2 separate regions of the Mus musculus genome follow, and region 1 is linked to region 2. Evidence: chromatin contacts called from public promoter capture Hi-C data. All regions are on one chromosome and are shown on one strand. Each heading gives the region's core, a stretch centred on a gene start, on an enhancer-like site or on the middle of the called end of the contact. The rest is flanking DNA. Distances are from core to core; before and after follow the strand shown.

What was found. Capture Hi-C pulls out chosen DNA fragments and counts their contacts.
Region 1: a promoter capture Hi-C map of adipose tissue shows a contact between it and region 2. The contact joins two enhancer-like sites. A contact is called at or near these places in 1 of 115 datasets of contacts at active chromatin or transcription factors (embryonic stem cells) and 3 of 9 other capture datasets (adipose tissue, liver and pancreatic islet).

Annotation. Positions count from the first base shown.
Region 1 is chr5:34,964,296-34,970,692 of GRCm38.p6, forward strand. It overlaps Rgs12 (regulator of G-protein signaling 12), which reads left to right. Exons shown (of 17, transcript NM_173402.2): 2 at 478-2,460. The coding sequence starts at 580. Among named protein-coding and RNA genes, the nearest start is that of Rgs12, 18 kb to the left of the region's middle. Within about 2 kb of position 4,231, at least 8 of the 459 cell types and tissues checked have an H3K27ac peak or open chromatin away from gene starts, as enhancers often do. A contact at or near this core is called in adipose tissue, where this site is marked.
Region 2 is chr5:34,867,059-34,872,678 of GRCm38.p6, forward strand. Htt (huntingtin) reads left to right here. Exons shown (of 67, transcript NM_010414.3): 41 at 3,652-3,859. Among named protein-coding and RNA genes, the nearest start is that of Msantd1, 46 kb to the right of the region's middle. Within about 2 kb of position 4,138, at least 4 of the 459 cell types and tissues checked have an H3K27ac peak or open chromatin away from gene starts, as enhancers often do. A contact at or near this core is called in adipose tissue, where this site is marked.

The DNA.
Region 1 (6,397 bases), core at 2,981-5,480, 97 kb after region 2:
TTCAAAATAAATTAATTGTGGGAGAGTCATGGGATATGGGAGAAGGTTTTGTAGAGGGGGTTTGGGATCAGATAAAAGAGTTGGGTAGTGACCTTCGAAGCCTTTGACTGCAGGACAGCGGCAGGCCCTGTTCTTCACACTGGACTTACAAGGGGCTCCTTGGAGCCTTCAGGGAAACCTGGGCCTGCACCTTAGCCTCTTTCCATTCAGGGTGAATGCAGAGGCCACCAGGCTATTCTAAGTACATCCTCTTCAGAAACCCTGAAGGAGACTGAAGCTTTCTGCTTTAACATCAGGGTTCTTAGCCCAGAGTGAGAGCCACCAAGTTTAGATTCCTTTCACCTTGACATTTGTGTGGTGACTTGTAGAGGCTCTTGTGGTTTTTTTATTATCACTTACCTTGTGGAGTCAGGTAATGCCCGTCAGGGTTTGAGATGCAGGCTGTTTAATAACCAGGTATTTGCATTTCCTCCTTAGGGTAACATTTCAAGACAAAACCCCCAGTAGCATCGTGCCTTCCTTGAAACATGGAATCCGTGGAATAGTGGGACATGCGATCAGCCCTGACAATACAGCAGGATGTACAGGGCTGGGGAGCCAGGGAAACGGCAGCCTGGCCCTGCACCCCCTCGAGTGCGGAGCGTCGAAGTGGCCCGGGGCAGAGCTGGCTACGGCTTCACCCTATCAGGACAGGCGCCCTGTGTGCTCAGCTGCGTCATGAGGGGCAGCCCTGCAGATTTCGTGGGCCTCCGGGCTGGGGACCAGATACTTGCCATCAACGAAATCAACGTGAAAAAAGCCTCCCATGAAGATGTGGTGAAACTGATCGGGAAATGCTCTGGAGTCCTGCACATGGTGATTGCTGAGGGCACCAGTCATGTGGAGTCCTGTTCCAGCGATGAAGAAGGTGGCCTGTATGAGGGGAAAGGCTGGCTGCGGCCAAAACTTGATTCTAAGGCTTTGGGTATAAACAGGGCAGAGAGGGTTGTGGAAGAGGTCCAGTCTGGTGGGATTTTCAACATGATTTTTGAAAGCTCAAGTCTTTGTGCCAGTGGCCCTGAGCCACTGAAGCTGAAGCAGAGGTCCTTGTCTGAGTCGGCTGCTTTGCGGCTTGATGCTGGCCAGGCTGGTCTCTGTGCACCACATCCCAGCATGCTTTCCAAAGAAGACATATCAAAAGTTATCAATGATGATTCTGTATTCACTGTGGGTCTGGACAGTCACGATGACTTTGGACTAGATGCGAGTATTTTAAATGTTGCCATGGTTGTGGGCTATTTGGGCTCCATTGAGCTCCCTTCCACCAGTTCCAACCTGGAGCATGACAGTTTACAGGCTATCCGTGGCTGCATGCGCCGCCTACGGGCTGAGCAGAAGATCCATTCCCTAGTGACCATGAAGGTCATGCATGACTGTGTGCAACTGGTCACTGACAGGGCTGGCGTGGTGGCAGAGTACCCTGCCGAGAAGCTGGCATTCAGTGCAGTGTGCCCGGACGACAGGCGGTTCTTCGGGCTAGTGACCATGCAGACCAATGATGATGGGGGCCTGGCACAGGAAGATGAAGGTGCCCTAAGGACGTCCTGCCATGTGTTCATGGTGGACCCAGACTTATTTCATCACAAGATCCACCAAGGCATTGCGCGGAGATTTGGGTTTGCATGCACTGCAGACCCAGACACGAGTGGCTGTTTGGAATTCCCAGCATCTTCCCTCCCCGTGCTTCAGTTCATCTCTGTTCTGTACCGAGACATGGGTGAACTGATTGAGGGTGTGCGGGCCCGTGCCTTTCTAGATGGGGATGCAGATGCCCACCAGAATAATAGCACTAGCAGCAACAGTGACAGCGGCATCGGCAATTTCAACCAGGAAGAGAAGAGCAACAGGGTGCTTGTAGTTGACCTGGGTGGGGGCTCAAGCAGGCATGGCCAGGGCAGTAGTCCAGGGTGGGAAAGTGGAGGTGGAAGGGGCTCACAGCCTTGGAGTGCACCCTGGAATGGAGCTTTCTGCCATGACTCGGAGGCTGGCTCCCCATTGGAAACCAGCCCCAACACTGACAGGTTCTGGGACTTAACAAAGCACTCAGGGCCTGTCTCTCACATGGAGGTCCCTCCAGCCACCTTGAGGAGTTCTATACCCCCTTCTAAGAGGGGTGCTGCAGGTTCCAGCTGTGGTTTCAACCAGAGGTGGCTCCCGGTCCATGTGCTACAAGAGTGGCAGTGTGGACATGCCAGTGACCAGGAGTCTTACACAGACTCTACTGACGGGTGGTCCAGTGTCAACTGTGGCACACTGCCCCCGCCCATGAGCAAGATCCCTGCAGACCGATACCGGGTGGAGGGCAGCTTTGCTCAAGCCCCACTGAGTACCCAGAAGAGGGACTGGTCTAGGAAGGCTTTCGGAATGCAGAACCTTTTTGGACCCCATCGAAATGTTAGAAAGACCAAAGAAGACAAAAAGGTAAGCTGGAGGGAGTTCAGGAGGAATGGCTTCACCATAACATCGTGGCTTACTCCCAGTGGCCTTGTGGCCTCTGTAGGCTGTCGTGGCAAAACTGTTCTGGGCTACGCTGAGACCTTTGCCTTGCTCTGCACTCTCTGCCTTGGTCTGAGCCCTGGCCTTAGGCTGTTCTCCAGCTGGTCCAACAAGAAAGTGATTTTACCAGCTTCAGTAGGGCCGGCCTCCCTCTCTGCCCCTGGCCCCGATGGTGGTTGGAGGGCTCCTTCCCTGCAGCTCTTTTGGAGCCCATTTTATTTCTGATCCTTAGTTGTCATCGCTGTGTCTGAAGTAAGAGGCTTGGGGAAGTCCAGTGGGCTTTATTTGTTTATTTTTAGCTTTTAAACTGATCATGTATGTGTGTGCACAGGTGGACATGCATATGCTATATATAGCACACGCGTAGCAGTCAGAAAGCAGCTTTTGAGAGCTGGTTCTCCTCTTCCAGGTTCCAGGCTTGAACTCAGGTTCTTAAGCGTGTGTGCAGTGCTTTTATCCTGAACCAGCCGGCTAGTACAAGTGTGCACACACTTAATGCGACAGATGAGACATTGTAGAGGGGGTCCGTCTTCATAGTGCAGGCCTTTAATCCAGTTACTCTTGAGCTGAGACAGGAGGAGATCAGATTCAAGTCCTGCTTAGGCTCGAGTTCGAGGCCAGCCTAGGCAGTGTAGAGAGCCTCTATCAGTAAGCAAAGGGAGGGCTGAGATGCAGTCTAGTGGTGGGATGCCTGCCTGATGTGTAAGACCTTGCATCTGATTTCTACCGCATTCTGCACACACAGCAAGTCAGAGACTGGTGATAATGTTACCTTAGGGGCCAGGGAGGACATATGACACTTTCATTTTGTGTCAATTTTTTATGATGGAAATATGAACTTAGTGACTAAAAAAGTTCCCTTAATTATTTTAGATTTTTAGAAATTTTATTGATTACTATCATCATCATGACTGTGTGTCTATGTATGTGTATGTATATGAGAGAGAGGGAGAGGGAGAGAGAGAGAGAGAGGGAGGGGGAGAAACATGCACTACGGCATTCACTTGGAGGTCAGAAGACAACTGACAACTTTTGGAGTTGATTATCTCCTTCTAACAAAGATTGGGGTTTGAGCTCTGAGGTTTCCATGGGGAGCCATCTTTCTGTCTCCTAAAGATTCTTTTGAAAAGAACAAAGCCCCTGTAACTGGCCTTGTTACAGCACTCAGGATATGGAGGCAGGAGGATCAGGAGTTCAGGGCCATAAAGTGAGTTTGAGGCTACTCTGGGCTACATAAAACCTTGACTCCAAAAGAGCAGGAGTCATGAAGTAACGAGGCAACAGAGGTTCAAGCTGTAATTCCTCCTTCACTTGGCCCAGCAAGGAGAGGCTCACCAGAGACCCAAGTCCAGAGAACAATTCATTCAACAAACAGGTTTGTGTGTGTGAGGGGAAGTTTCAAAATAGATGTAAATATTTTCTTCTGGTACTGTCAACAAAGACCACACCTAAAAAAAAAGCCCCATAGTGTCACTGCCTCCCTGAGCAGGGTATCTGTGACCATCACTTGTATAAACTGACATTCTTGCCCCCAGTACCCACCCCAAGTCTTGGATGGACTAGGCAGGCAGGACTCCCATGTGAAGCACTGGCTCCTGGGGATGGGTGCCCCCATCACTATCAACATATCAGAGGTCCTTACAGTGCCAGTCTCCAGGGCGGTCCGACTGAACTACGGATGGTGCTGCTGGGAGGTGGGTGGGTGTGGGTGGGGTTGCAGTAGAGCCTGGGAGGTAGAGGAATACAGACGGGTGTGCCTGCAACCCTGTCCTTTGTCTGCTTTTCAGGAAGGAAGACTATTTAGAGTCTTGCTGGAACAGCCCCAGCTGAGCGATTGGCTTCCCAAACAAGGGCATTTCTGCCCTTTCACTGTGTGCAGATGCCTCACAAGCACCTACTGCATGGTTATAGTAGCCCAGTACAGCTTCAAACTTTCCCTGTGATGTTATGTGTAGCTGCTGCTCCATTGCCTTTCCACTGTGTGCTATTCCACTGTGTAAATGTGTCACAGCTGTTACACTTCTATTTTTCTTAGGTTTATTATCTTTTGTGCAAGAGAGTGTTTTTTCTGGCCAGGCAGTGGTGTGCACACCTTTAATCTCAGCACTTGGGAGGCAGAGGCAGGCAGATTTCTGAGTTCGAGGCCAGCCTGGTCTACAACATGAATTCCAGGACAGCCAGAGCTACACAGAGAAACCCTATCTAAAAAAACAAAAACAAAAACCAAAAAAAAAAAAAAAAAACCCAAAAAAACAAAACAAAACAAAAAAAGTGTTTTGCTTTTGTGTCCGTCTGTACCACAAGTGTGCCTGGTGCCCACAGAGGGCATAAGAGAGCATTGGACTCTCAAGAACTGACTGGCATGGGTGCTGGAAAGTGAACTTGAGGTATCTGGAAGAGCAGCATACACTCTTACTGAACCACCTCTCCGCCCTCTGTTTCATTAATATTAATGCCATATGGGCATTCTTGCCCATGTCCAGGTGTGCTTGGGTTCTTGCTATGGCTCTCTGGCACTTGTAGCGGTGGCTCACCGTGGCTTATGTTTGTGTTTCCTTGATTATAAAGGTTGTTTCCTTGTTGGTGCGTCAGCCTGTGCTTCTGCTAGGTTGTCTGTTCTGGGTCAGCAGGACTATAGATGCTGGATGCTTGCCCTGTGATGGTGGTACGACCACACATGCACTCACCCCCACCCCCAGCCTTTTATATCCTTCATGTGGTAGTGAATACCTAGAAGTTTCTAGCCTTCATTTAACCATATGTATAATCTTTGTCTTAAGTAGTAAAATCCTCCTACTGTAAGATCAGATTTTCTTCTCTTCCAGTCTTTTTAGAGTTAACTTTTTAATGTATGCGTGCAAGTGCATGTGTGTGGGAGGGTATGTGTATGTATATGTTTATGTGGGGGGGGGTAGTATTGTCTGTGTGTATGGGCTGTGTTAATAGCTTCTCTACCATATGTTTTTGAGGCCAGGGTTTCTCACTGAACTGAAGGCTTTCAGACCAGAATAGCCTCAAATTCATAGAGATTCGCCTGCCTCTGCCTCCTGAGTGCCGGGATTAAAGGTGTGCACTACCATTGCTTGGCCAGCTTATTTTTTTAAAGATGTATTTTACTATGTTAAATCACGTGTATGTATTTGTGTGTGGGTATGTGCACATAAATGCAGGTGCTTGCAGAGGCCGGAGGCTTTGCATCCCTGGATCTGGAGTTATAAAAGGTTGGTTGTGAGTGTCAGATCCAAGCTCAGGTCCTCATGCTTGCTCAGCAAGCGCTTTACCTCCTAAACCATCTCCCCAGCTACAGAGATAACTTTGTGAATAAAGAAATGTGTTTCTATGTCAGGTTGACAAGGGTGAGAATTTAAGACAGTATGTATGTATGTATGTATGTATGTATGTATGTATGTATGTGTGTGCACTTGCATACCACGGCATGCTTGTGGACGTCAGAAGACAGTTTGGCAGGGAATTTGTTCTCTCCACCCTCCTTGGTTTCAGGCTTGGTGCCTGACAACTCACTGAACCATCCATCCACCTGTTTTGTCTTGTTTTTCCCCCCTCTCCCGTTCCCTCCCTCTCCAACTTTGACAGTTACCTTCCTACGTGTCTTTAATAGGCTTATTGTTTCATTAGAGTCAGTCCTAGCTGTTTTATGTAATTTTGTTGCTATTATTAATGATACCATCATAATTATAAATGCCACCTCTGATGATACATGAAAGTTGAGGGGTTTTGTTTTATATTTTTGTTTTTCTTATATAGCTTTTTTTTTTTTTAAATACAGCTGTCTGAGTTTGGAAAGTTCCTTCTCCTCCTTCCTTTGTTAATACAGCTCCTCCAATGGGTGTTCTAGCTTAGC
Region 2 (5,620 bases), core at 2,888-5,387:
TCAGCCTGAAAAGGTAAAATAGTTCTGACATAAGAAACAACATGGGGTGTTGGAGACATAGCTCCTCAGTTAAGAGTATTTGCTGTTCTTGCAGAAGACCCTCCTTCACTTCCCAGTGAAGAGGCTCACCATTACTGTAACTCCAGTTCCAGGGATCTGATGCGGTCTTTTAGACTCTACCAGCACCAGACATACACAAGCTGCATATCCATACATGCAGGCAAAACACTCATATACATAACATTTAAAAGCCAACATAGGTGACCCTTGAAGACATTGTGCTAAGCAAAATAAGCCAGGCCCAAAAAGACGATGGATGAGATACTCAGAGTACTCCAAATCTAGAGACAAAAAACAAAATGGTAGTTGCCAGTGGCTTAGGAGAGGATTTAATGACTTTGGATTTTCAGTTTTACAGATGATGGTGATATTGTATAACATAAGTGCATTTAATACCAGAACTGTATATTTAAAGATTATCAAGGTGGTAAATTTTATTTTATATGTATTTTACCACAATAAAAAATAATTGGAGGCCCATAGGCCTTAGTAGATAGATGTTTGTAAGCAACCCTGACAACCTAAGTATGATCTCTAAGACAAACATGGCAGAAGGAGAGAATGAACTGCTTCCAAGTTATTCTCTGCCTCCAGGTACGTGCACCCCACCACCACCAGTAAACAAATAAACCTAAAGAGTCATGCTGGGAATGCAGTGAATCCATTGGTAGTGATTGCCAGACACGTACAAAACCCTGGTTTTGATCTCTACCTAACCTAAACGTGATGGCACCCCAGAGAATCAGAAGTTCAAACTCATCTTCAGCTGCATAGAGAGTTTGAGGCAGGACGATCTACATGAAGACCTGTCTTAGAACAGAATATTTTTTAAACTTGTTTGTTTAATTGGTGGGGTGTAGGTGGGAGTGTGATATGGTGGCTTCATCCTGTAGTCTTCGTAGCATATTTCCACATTCCAGCTTTAGTTTCTATCATGGCCTTGCTCTTTGGGGGACTCATTTCATGTGGCAGAAGTAGGGCCTCTAGCCACCGTGGTCTGAGCCTCTGAAGTATGCTGATTAGCCTCCATTCACCCATGTAGGCCATATGAGCTCCTAGCTGCTCCGACCAACTTGAGCAGCCTTCTTTTGAAGGGGGTGTGTTGCCTCCTGGGCAGAAAGGAAAAGAAACAGATGATGAGCGGATAGTTTGGGCCAGAGAAACTGTTAGAACACTGGAGGCAACTTCTAGAAACCCAGCCAGAAGTGCCAGGAAATGGACGATGTGGCAGAGTGTTTCTCCAGTCAGAAGGTGTGCTCTGTATTTGGAGTTCTATGTGCATTTTATGTACATATCTTGGAGAAAAAAGTAGTTATTGTCCTTAGCCTTCATCCAACAGGACTTATATTCTTACCTGTTGCTATACTGGGCTCTGACGTACTGGGTTGAGACAAGCAGATGTGCTTTTTGTGCCCTTGTAGAGCTTCACAGTCAGTGGGGAGGGTAGTACAGCAATACACAACCACTGTCCCAGGAAGTTCATTGGTACACATTTCTGAGGGTGCCTGGTTTATCTGGTTTACCCAAAGAGGTCAGCAGAATCAACCTTTGGAGTTGGAAGAACAAACTAGAGAAATGGAGTTGAGAAGAGAGTAGAGAGTAAAGCAAGCTGCTCAGGTGAACAGAGAGAAAGGCATTATGTAGACTGCCTCCCTTGTATCTGGCACCCTTGGCATAGTAGTGTGCCAGAATTTAATTTTGATAATGGGTGTTAGTTTCAAACTATATTTATTCCTAATATTGATTTAGGTATTGTTTTTTGTCTAAAGATTTATATACTTGTTTGTTGTGTGTGCAGGAGAGAGACAGGCAGGTCATGTGCATGCCAGGATGGGCAACTCCTCAGGAATCTCTTCTCTCTTTCCACCTTGTTTTGAGGCCGCTTCTTCTGTTTCTGTGATTGCACTGCCAAAAAGAGCTTTTCACCAATCCTCCTGTCTCTGCCTTCCATCTTGCCGTACAAATTAAATGCCCACCCCCACATCTGACATTTTCCATGGGTTTTGGGGATTAAGCTTGTACAGTAAGTGTTTTTACTAACTGAGCCAACTGTCTGGCCCTTAAAGATCTTTTGATTTATGCTTCATTGGTCACTGTAGCAAATTGAAAGTCAAGAAGTATGCCTGTTTATGAATAGCAAGTTGTTTTTAGTTTGTTGGTCACTTTAATATTTTCCATTGGTTGGTTTGGATCTGATACCAGAAGAGCTTTCTCTTGCCTTCTTTGGATGGTAGATGTCTATGTTGTGTCCTGCTCACCTGGTGGGCTGCCATGTGTGGCTGCTATATGGTTTCACTACTTACTATCCAGTTGCTCTAGCTTCTCTTGCTTCCTTTTTCAGGAACATCAAAGAGGAAAAAGATTCAAGGGCATATTTTTACTGTGTGTTGTGTCAGTGTTGTCCAGCAAAGTGACCTTTAGCTGCCCAGTGACTGGGTAGCTAATGCAGATAGCATATCTTAGGTACTTTGTGACTTTGTTTAACTTCAGACACAATGGCTTAAATGGCTTCATGTGGTCAGTGGTTCCACTTTTTTTTTTTTCATCATGCATACATCCTTCTGGAAGAACATTCAATGGTTAGACATACAGGCTTTGCCCTAGTGCTGATAGATTATATATAAATGTCTATTTCTTATTTAGTATGACACTAGGTGTCAGAACTACTGTTTGGGTATTTGCTTGGTCTTAAGATTGGGTTGAAGTAAACAGCTATGTGTTTATAAAGATATATATTTAGGTCTCTTGACAGTTATCCTGTTTGCTTGGGTAGCCCCTTGTGCTTCCGTCTGCTGGCTGTGGCTCAGTTCTGTGTTCTCCCAGGTGTGGCCTGAATCCTTTCCCCTGTGTTGGCTGGCTCTTTCTGGCCACCTGTGTCTAGGCCTCCACAGCAGCTGTTTTGGGGCTCCTAAAGAATGTGGCAATTGAGCCTGGCAGTGGTGGCGCACACCTTCAATCCTAGTACTTGGGAGGCAGAGACAGGGGGATTTCTGAGTTGGAGGCCAGCCTGGTCTACAGAGTGAGTTCCAGGACAGCCAGGGCTACACAGAGAAACCCTGTCTCTATACCCTGTCTCGAAAAAACAAAACAAAAAGAATGTGTCAATCATCAGAGGTGCAAAAGTGGACTGACTTGTTAAGTAAGTTGTGCCTGTTTCTGCTTAGAAAAGTTAGAGTTTGGGGCTGGGGAAAACCCTAATCAGAGAAGTGCTTGCAGTGCAAAGTGTGAGAGCTGAGTTTGGATTGCCAGCACCTTATTCCAAGCGTTCCTTGGCAGCCAGTATATCTAATCAGTGAGCTCCAGCTCCAGGTTCAGTGTAGGAGACCTTGTGTCAAAAAATCAGATAGAGAAGTAATATTGACCCTACATCAGCTTTTAACTTCAGCACATATGTACCCAGGTACACACATGCATCCTCACGTACATAGAAGCACAAGTATGCACACACAAAGGCCACAATTTTCTAAGTGCCAAGTGCTATAAAAGTATGGAAAAGGACAATGAATAGTCCTTGGTCACCTGGTACTGGACCAGGTAGAACAGTAGAGGCATACCCCATAATCTGTTTTTCTTATTTTTGTTTGGTTCTAGGAATGTTCCGGAGAATCACAGCAGCTGCCACTAGACTCTTCACCAGTGATGGCTGTGAAGGCAGCTTCTATACTCTAGAGAGCCTGAATGCACGGGTCCGATCCATGGTGCCCACGCACCCAGCCCTGGTACTGCTCTGGTGTCAGATCCTACTTCTCATCAACCACACTGACCACCGGTGGTGGGCAGAGGTGCAGCAGACACCCAAGTAGGTGCACAGCTCCCCAGGGCCAGGCCCCAGCCCAGTGTTTGGCCTGAGGCAAAGCTGCTCTGAGAGCATTCTCATTTTCCATTCTTTATAAAGCTTTGTAAAATTCAGGCTGCATATTAATCTTTCTTTCATGGGTACTGTTTTGTAGGGAAATGTGGTCTGGCTACAGGCATTCAGACCAAACTGTTTGACTGTGATTTTCTTTGACAAGCGCTTTGACACTGTTCCATCGTTTGGGCTATGCTTGTCAGGCTCTATCCCTCCTGCCACGTCCTACGGCTCTCATTGGTTCTACAGCCAGACATGTTGCAATGTCTTAACTTTGTTATGAGTAAATGTGTTCTGGGTATTCTTAGATAATGAAGTAATTATTTAGCAAATTTCGAAACTGATTGGAAGTATTTTATTAATTTATTTTTACTATTCAGATAGACTGTTTCTGGTTGTGGGTGGCCCTCTTTTTTTTTGCAAAGAGTTTGTAGTCTTAAATCTCAGTGCCCAGGTACTAACTGACTGACTTGCTCAGTCAGCTCTATGAGCATGTTTGGGAGCTAGAAGCTGTGAGCCCCGATGAGTCGGTCTTCAGTGTGCTTTCTGGACAGTTTATGAACACTTGTGGGGAAATTTTTCCTAAGGAAAAGTATAGGTATTGTTAGCTCTTCAGCTTGGTGTAGGGAGACCAGAGCCTCCCATCCAGACATGCTTTTACATCCCTGTGTCCGGCATTTTTTGCCCATCTGCTGTGTGCTCTTTATAATGTCATCTGCAAAGGAAATAGAAACACTACTTCCTGCCCCCACGTGTGATCACTTGGAGAGGTACCCACAACATCATTTGAAATGCTTAGAGGATCTCTTAAGCCTGTCACATTAACTGATCATTATAAGAGCTAGGACAGGAAGCCAGCTACATAGCTCTCTGGTTCTTACATGTACATGTAAATCAGCCCTGAAACTGCTTAAAGCATTTCAGTCCAGGAAGCTTCGTAGGGGCTAGGAGTTTGCACATATTCTAAGCCCCTGCTGCTGCCAGTGCGGTTGTTGCACTGATGCTCTAGCACAGGGACAGCTCAGCACCACCAGTGTTCCTTCCTTTCTTCTCTTTCTTTCTTTTCTATTTTTTCAGTTTTTTTAAAATTTTTATAAAAATGTTTTTATTTGAAATAGAATCACATCATTTCCCCCCTTCCAACTACCCTCCAAAGCCTCCTCTATACCTCTCTTCTCACATTGATAGCCTTTTCTCCAATTTGTTACATAAACATGTAAATGGTATGTGTGTGTATGTACAGTATATATAAGTTCAATTTACTGTGTCTGATTTTGTTATTTGTGTTTATATGGATTCATTGTTGGCTACTCTACATTAGACAGCCAGTAAGCAGGCTCATCCCTGGAAGAGGCTAATTCTCCTTTCAAAAAGTTATTAGCTACTTATATTTTTTGTCTAGGGATAAGATCTATGAAAACTTCCCCCATCCATATTAATATACCCATGAACACTGCCTTTATTGTAGTCTTATTTGTGTATCCATTTCTCTCCTAGACCGCTTCACAGCAGACTTTCTGGTATTCTGGCCCTTACAATCTTTCTGCTCCTCTTTCATAATGTTCCCTGAGCCACAGATGCAGGAACTGTGATGTAGATGTATCCACTGGGCTAGACTCCCCTACAGTCCATGGATCTCTAGTTTTGTCCAGTTGTGGTTTTCTATGATTGTCTTCATTTGCTATAAAGAGAAGTTTCTTTGATAAGGGT